2 separate regions of the Mus musculus genome follow, and region 1 is linked to region 2. The links are chromatin contacts, called in public HiChIP or PLAC-seq maps. All regions are on one chromosome and are shown on one strand. The core of a region is the stretch at or near the end of the contact, and the rest is flanking DNA. Distances in the headings are between cores, read along the strand shown.

The links. HiChIP or PLAC-seq counts read pairs in DNA pulled down with a chosen protein or histone mark.
Region 1: an H3K27ac HiChIP or PLAC-seq map of regulatory T cells shows a contact between it and region 2, with 2.4 times the contacts expected there. The contact joins two enhancer-like sites. A contact is called at or near these places in 3 of 39 promoter capture datasets (cranial neural crest, frontonasal cranial neural crest and maxillary cranial neural crest), 3 of 115 datasets of contacts at active chromatin or transcription factors (embryonic stem cells, extraembryonic endoderm stem cells and regulatory T cells) and 2 of 9 other capture datasets (adipose tissue and pancreatic islet).

Annotation. Positions count from the first base shown.
Region 1 is chr17:31,808,018-31,810,717 of GRCm38.p6, forward strand. No RefSeq gene overlaps it. Among named protein-coding and RNA genes, the nearest start is that of Gm41563, 16 kb to the right of the region's middle. Within about 2 kb of position 1,329, at least 92 of the 459 cell types and tissues checked have an H3K27ac peak or open chromatin away from gene starts, as enhancers often do. A contact at or near this core is called in regulatory T cells, where this site is marked.
Region 2 is chr17:32,052,507-32,055,206 of GRCm38.p6, forward strand. It overlaps Rrp1b (ribosomal RNA processing 1 homolog B (S. cerevisiae)), which reads left to right. Exons shown (of 16, transcript NM_028244.2): 9 at 233-321; 10 at 1,351-1,448; 11 at 2,599-2,618. Among named protein-coding and RNA genes, the nearest start is that of Rrp1b, 18 kb to the left of the region's middle. Within about 2 kb of position 1,370, at least 55 of the 459 cell types and tissues checked have an H3K27ac peak or open chromatin away from gene starts, as enhancers often do. A contact at or near this core is called in regulatory T cells, where this site is marked.

The DNA of each region.
Region 1 (2,700 bases), core at 79-2,578, 240 kb before region 2:
AAAGCCTTCCTGGGTGTTGGTAGCACACAAGGACACTGAAGGTCTGGGAAACAGAAATCCCCGAGGTGGGCAGAGTTTCAGCCTGGGGTGGGGGAGGGGGGTGTAACTTGCTACTTCCTACCCTACAAACACATGGATCTACTTAGTGCCTTCAAGTCCTGACCCTCAGGAGCCATCAAAAGGGAGCGACTTGCCCAGCTATGCCTAGTGCCCCGGGGCCTTCCCTGTCACTCACTGGAGCCAGGAGTCAACTCCTAGCCTTTCCATTCCCAGCAGAGGCCACTCCCAAGGTCCCCAGCAAGGTCATTTCCTTGTGGTCTTATCCTAACAAAAGAACGGGCCCTCTTGTGACCACAGCATTCCTTAGGTGCTTAGAGTTACAGAAAAGAAGAAGAAAAAAATCTTTCATCAGCAGGGCCATGGCCCATCTCCTTTGTTCACGTAGGTTACTCGGACTAGATCCGCAGGCAAAAGGTGCATGCTTGTCTTTGGCCTCTCCTGAAACACGAGGACCCTCAGGGAAGACCAAGAAATGAAGTGTCTGGAAGTTGAAGTCAGCCTTGCCTTGCAGGGCCCGGGGGTCTCCCAGGCAGAGAGCCCATGCTGCCCTTCTTCCTCATACTGTATATGACACCTACTTCCTGCCCAGGCCCCCAGACCTGCCCATGTACAGAGTCCCCTGGGATCTTTATGGCTGGGAACAGATGTCACAGACAGCTCTGCAGGAGGCCCAGCTGGGCTGCGAGTGACATCAGCATCTCTATCCCGCCCTGACTGGGGGGTCTTGAGGAAGGAGCTTGCTGACCACCTCTTCCACATCACTGCTGTACTTATAAACAAAACTGGCCAATTCCAAGTAGTAAAAGAAGCTGTCTCCCTGGGTCTTAGGATGCCACCAGACCTGTTCAGCCCTTTCCATTCCACAGAAGTGGAGACAAAATCCAACACGGTCCCATCACCTGTCTTCCCCAGATCTCTTTCCAAGAGAGATTCAGTTTCCCCTCGCCTGGGAACTGTCACCCCAACACCCAACCCCATCTAGAACGTGCTGGCCATCCTTGTTCTTGATGATAAAGGTCGACTGAGACGGGACATGAGAGGGGACAAGACTGGGATCCTAGAGAGTCGTCTATGTGACCACAAGAGCAAGTTGTACCAATGAGTACAGTGGATGAAACTAGTCTTCAGGACTGAACAAAACAAAACAAAACAAAACAAAACAAAACAAAACAAAACAAAACAAAAAAAGGACCTCGTGACAGAGATGTGCCAGACAGTGCTCGCACCTGCTCATGGGGATGCTCTACAATGGTGATGCTGAGGAGAGGAAGTGACACCCTTACGGAGGCCTCCAGCCCAAAGCAACCACTGTACCGCGCATGGATGGCAGAGCCTACCCCTGCCAGCCTGGCAACAGAATCTTTCCTGAGGTCCTGAGTTCCGGGTTTTCTCCCTTAGGGTAAGACAGCAGGGCTGACCTGCTTGAGCTAGAGAAAGCTGGCCCAGCTGAGGTGCTGGAGAACCTGGGGCTGGTCTCTTGGTGAGCAGGGAGGAGCAGTCATTATAAGGCCCAAACTTGTGTCTGCTTTGTTGGGCAAGTGCAGGAGAGCTTTTTAAGCCCACCCTCACTAGCCAGTTCTGTCCTAGGCTGGAAACAATAGGGAGCTGATGGTTGCTTCCTAATTAACGTAGCACTTGGTGCTTCTAACCCCCGTCCCCAGAACCCCGTTTTGTCTCCTTGTGGAAGATGGACTCCAGTGAGCATAAGGCACCAAGGGCTTCAGGGTAGAAGATCCTCTTCAATGCTGACAATCCCCAGGCGAGTGCCCTCCCCTGCTTAAATTAGGCACAATTTAGTTTTGTGAATCACTGCATCATTTGTTTTCCACGGAGAAAATGTCCTGAAGTGGGGAGGGTGGCTCTCTCCTCGCTGTTCCTGCACAAAGCTTCCCTCCCATGGCATATTTCATGATGGTCCCTCTTCGTTCGTCACTGGTGACGTCATCCTCGCTCCCCTCACGTCAGCTGCTCAATGACCCTCTTGCACAGTCGCATGCCCCTGCTGGGGTGGTGGCACCCCACCTTCCTCCCGCCAGAAGCAAGAATTGCTCTTCCGAGGAGCAGAGCGTCAGCCCTCACATCTGCCGATTCCTCTGCCAGCCACTCTCCAGAAGCCCCCCGGGCGACAGCACAGCCAGCGGGCGGTACCTTCCATCTGTACCACGCTGCCATCCGCCTGGCTGTGCATCAGCCAGGGTACTGTCACTCGCTTGGGCTTCAGATCTCTAAAGGGCACTTTGTTCCAAGCCCTGGTGTGTCTGAAATGAAGCCTCATTTTTAAAAAGAAGTGGTTTCCTGTAGTGAACATGCTCACGCTGAAAGAGAGGGCCAGCGATGTTGCTTGGCAAATTACAGGTTTTCTTTTATTGCAATTAAAAAAAAAATCTCACTTGGAAAATGAAGTCTTTTTTAAATTCATTTGAATGGGAAGATGGACTTTTGTGGTCAGGGGAGGGGCACCCCTGTGGACTTTTTGTGATGTATTGGGACAAAGGTAATCATAAAAATTCTTGTTCAAGCTTGACAATACATGAGGATGGTTGGAAGAGTGGTTCCTGGCCAAGGGCAACTGTGGGACCTGCCCCAGCCCGCTGGCTCAAGCGGCCACCTTACCATAGCTGATGCTGGTCTGTCCTCAAT
Region 2 (2,700 bases), core at 120-2,619:
TTGTGGGGGTAGGGTTGTTCAGTATGGGGTTGGTCCTAGGGGCAAAACCTGGAGCTTCGCATATAAAATAAAGACCAGGATTTTTAGGAGACCAGTTTCAAGTATCTCCCCAGGCAGCAGTCACTGGTGTTCTCCCTGGTAATGGGGATTGAACCCAGAGCCTGGAGGGACTGAGCCACATCCATTCTTGAATGTCAAGACTGTGTCTTTGTCTTTGGATGTGTTTTGGCAGCACTAGACGAATGCCTCAGAGACGGAGTCATTGGCAGCAGAGAAAGAGACATCTGTGCAGCCTTGAAAGATTCAGGGTCACCTCTCCAGGTGGGAGCAGCTTTTGCTTTTAATAGAATGTGGGTTGACCTGGGATGGCTTGGCTAGAGAATTAGAGTCAGAGCTCATTAAGCCATAAGGCTTAAATTGTAAAGTCCTTTATAATCCCTTCTGTAATTAATGTCACCATTCTTAGAATGAGCTTGTTGGAGACACAGTTGAAAGGGTTTTAGGCTGGTGTGGTGTTGTTCACATGGATCCTCAGCACATAGGAGGGTCTCAAGTTCAAGAACAGCCTGGGTTACCTAGTACACTCCTATTTCAAAAAAACAAAAACAAAATGAAGCCAAGCATGGTGGTACACACACTCAATCCCAGCATTCGGGAGGCAGAGGTTGACAGGTCTCTGAGTTCAGACACGCCTGGGCTATGCAGAAAGATCCTATCAAAAATAATCAATGAACAGTTAAGTGGGTTTTGAAAGATCCCGAACCTCATTTTGTAAGCACTGTTGCCTGTTCTTCTGCATGTAACAGCACCAGCCTTTATGGGGGCCTTGGGGGGTGGGGTTGTTTTTAAGCAGATCTTGCTGTATATAGTCTAGGTGGAGTGGGGCTCACAGCGGTCCTTCTGCCCCTCCGAGTACTGGGAATACACCAGTGCACCACCATGCCAGGCTTCTAGTTTTGAGTTTTGGTTGGTTGGTTGGTTGGTTGGTTGGTTGGTTGGTTGGTTGGTTACCGGGTCTTTCCTTTATGTAGCCCTGGCTACTCAATAACTGCCATGTAAACCAGGCTGGCCTTGAACTCACAAAGATCCACCTACCTCTATTCCCCAACTGCTGGGATTAAAGGTCTGTGCCACTCCACACATGCGTACACAATTGTGCTTTGAAAACGTAAAGACAGTTATAGAGATTGAGACCCCAGGATGAGCATACAAGCAGGCTCCTCAGGCAGTTCTTCTCTGTGCATGAGAGCCCAGTTTGGAGAAGACTGCTCCCAACAGCAGCTAGAAGGTGACTCTCAGACAGGCCAGGCTGTCTCACCACTGCTTGGGTTTCCTGTCTCTTTGTGGTAGTTTGACTATAAGGCTGTTGCTGATCGACTCCTGGAAATAGCCAACTCAAAAAGCACCCCGCCTTTCAACAGGAAGCGACTCTGCAGACTAGTCAGAAAGTAAGTAGCAAGTGAGATCCTGTGGCCACACCAGCACTCTCCCACGTTTCTTTCCTTCTCTTAAAGATGTATTTACTGTTAGATGTGTCAGTGTGTGTCTGTGTATGTGTGCTCTTGCAGCGGCCCGAACAAAGTGGTGCTCTGGAACTAGAGTTACAGGCAGTTGTGAGGCATCCAGTGTGGGTACCAGGAACCAAACTCAGGTCCTCTGGAACTTCTGAGCCATCTTTCCAGCCCCCGCTGCCTTTTTCTTTATCTTTTATCACTTTATTCATAACCACATGGCAGTAACTGATCTGAGCTCGATCCTTTAATATTATGAATGCCTTTAGAAAGGAGGTAGGGACTCGACCCAATGAATAAAGAATGAAGGTTAGAGTTTAGATCCTCAGTACGAATGGAAGTGGCTGGCAGGTGTGGAGTCTCATGTCTAATCCCAGCACCCATGAAGTTCCAGGCATCAAGGCAGCTCACTTGGTTGGGAGGCAGAGATGGGACTCCTAGAGCAAGATAACTAGACTAGCCAAATTGATAAATTCTGAGTTCAAATGAGAGACCCAGGGGAGAGTGGCTGAGGAAGATACCTGGTATCAACCTCTGACTCTACATGCACGTGTGCTCACCTGCAAATGTGTGGACACACCAAAAATGGCTCTTAAAGAATTCCCCAGTAGATGGCATCCATAAGTTCTCGTGCTTTATAGCTGGACCTCCAAAGGCATGCCAGGGGCTTCAGTGTGGGTACTAGGGCTGACCTGCCTGCCCCAGCGACCCATCCCAGCCCTATGTACATCCCTCATAGCCTCAGCTTTGGTTATTTGGTCTGATGCATAAAGAGAACCCTAGTGGGCAAACCTCCCCTGAACATAGCAGAGCGTTAAGTTGTCTGCCTTCAGAAACAAGCGAGACAGACATGGGATCTCTTGGTATTGTGTGCCACTGTGTCCTATGCAGAGCTGGTGGAATGGAAAGCACCTTTGTCCTAGGCTTCTTCCTTCCTGACTCACCGCATCCCTAGGTGGGGCTGTCCCCTAGCCTCCCTGTGGAGGAGAGAGTGAGCACTGAGTATCCGGATTCCCGTTTTATGTTCAAAACCTGAGCTGTGAACTCTGAACTTCCATGTGCTTTTTTGTTTTTTGTTTTTTTACAGGTTCCAGGACCTCTGTGAAGGTAAGAAGAGTTGTTCTCACCCAGTACACACCCCACCAAGGGCAGCCCGGCCAAATCCAAGACTTCGGGTCATAGGGAAATT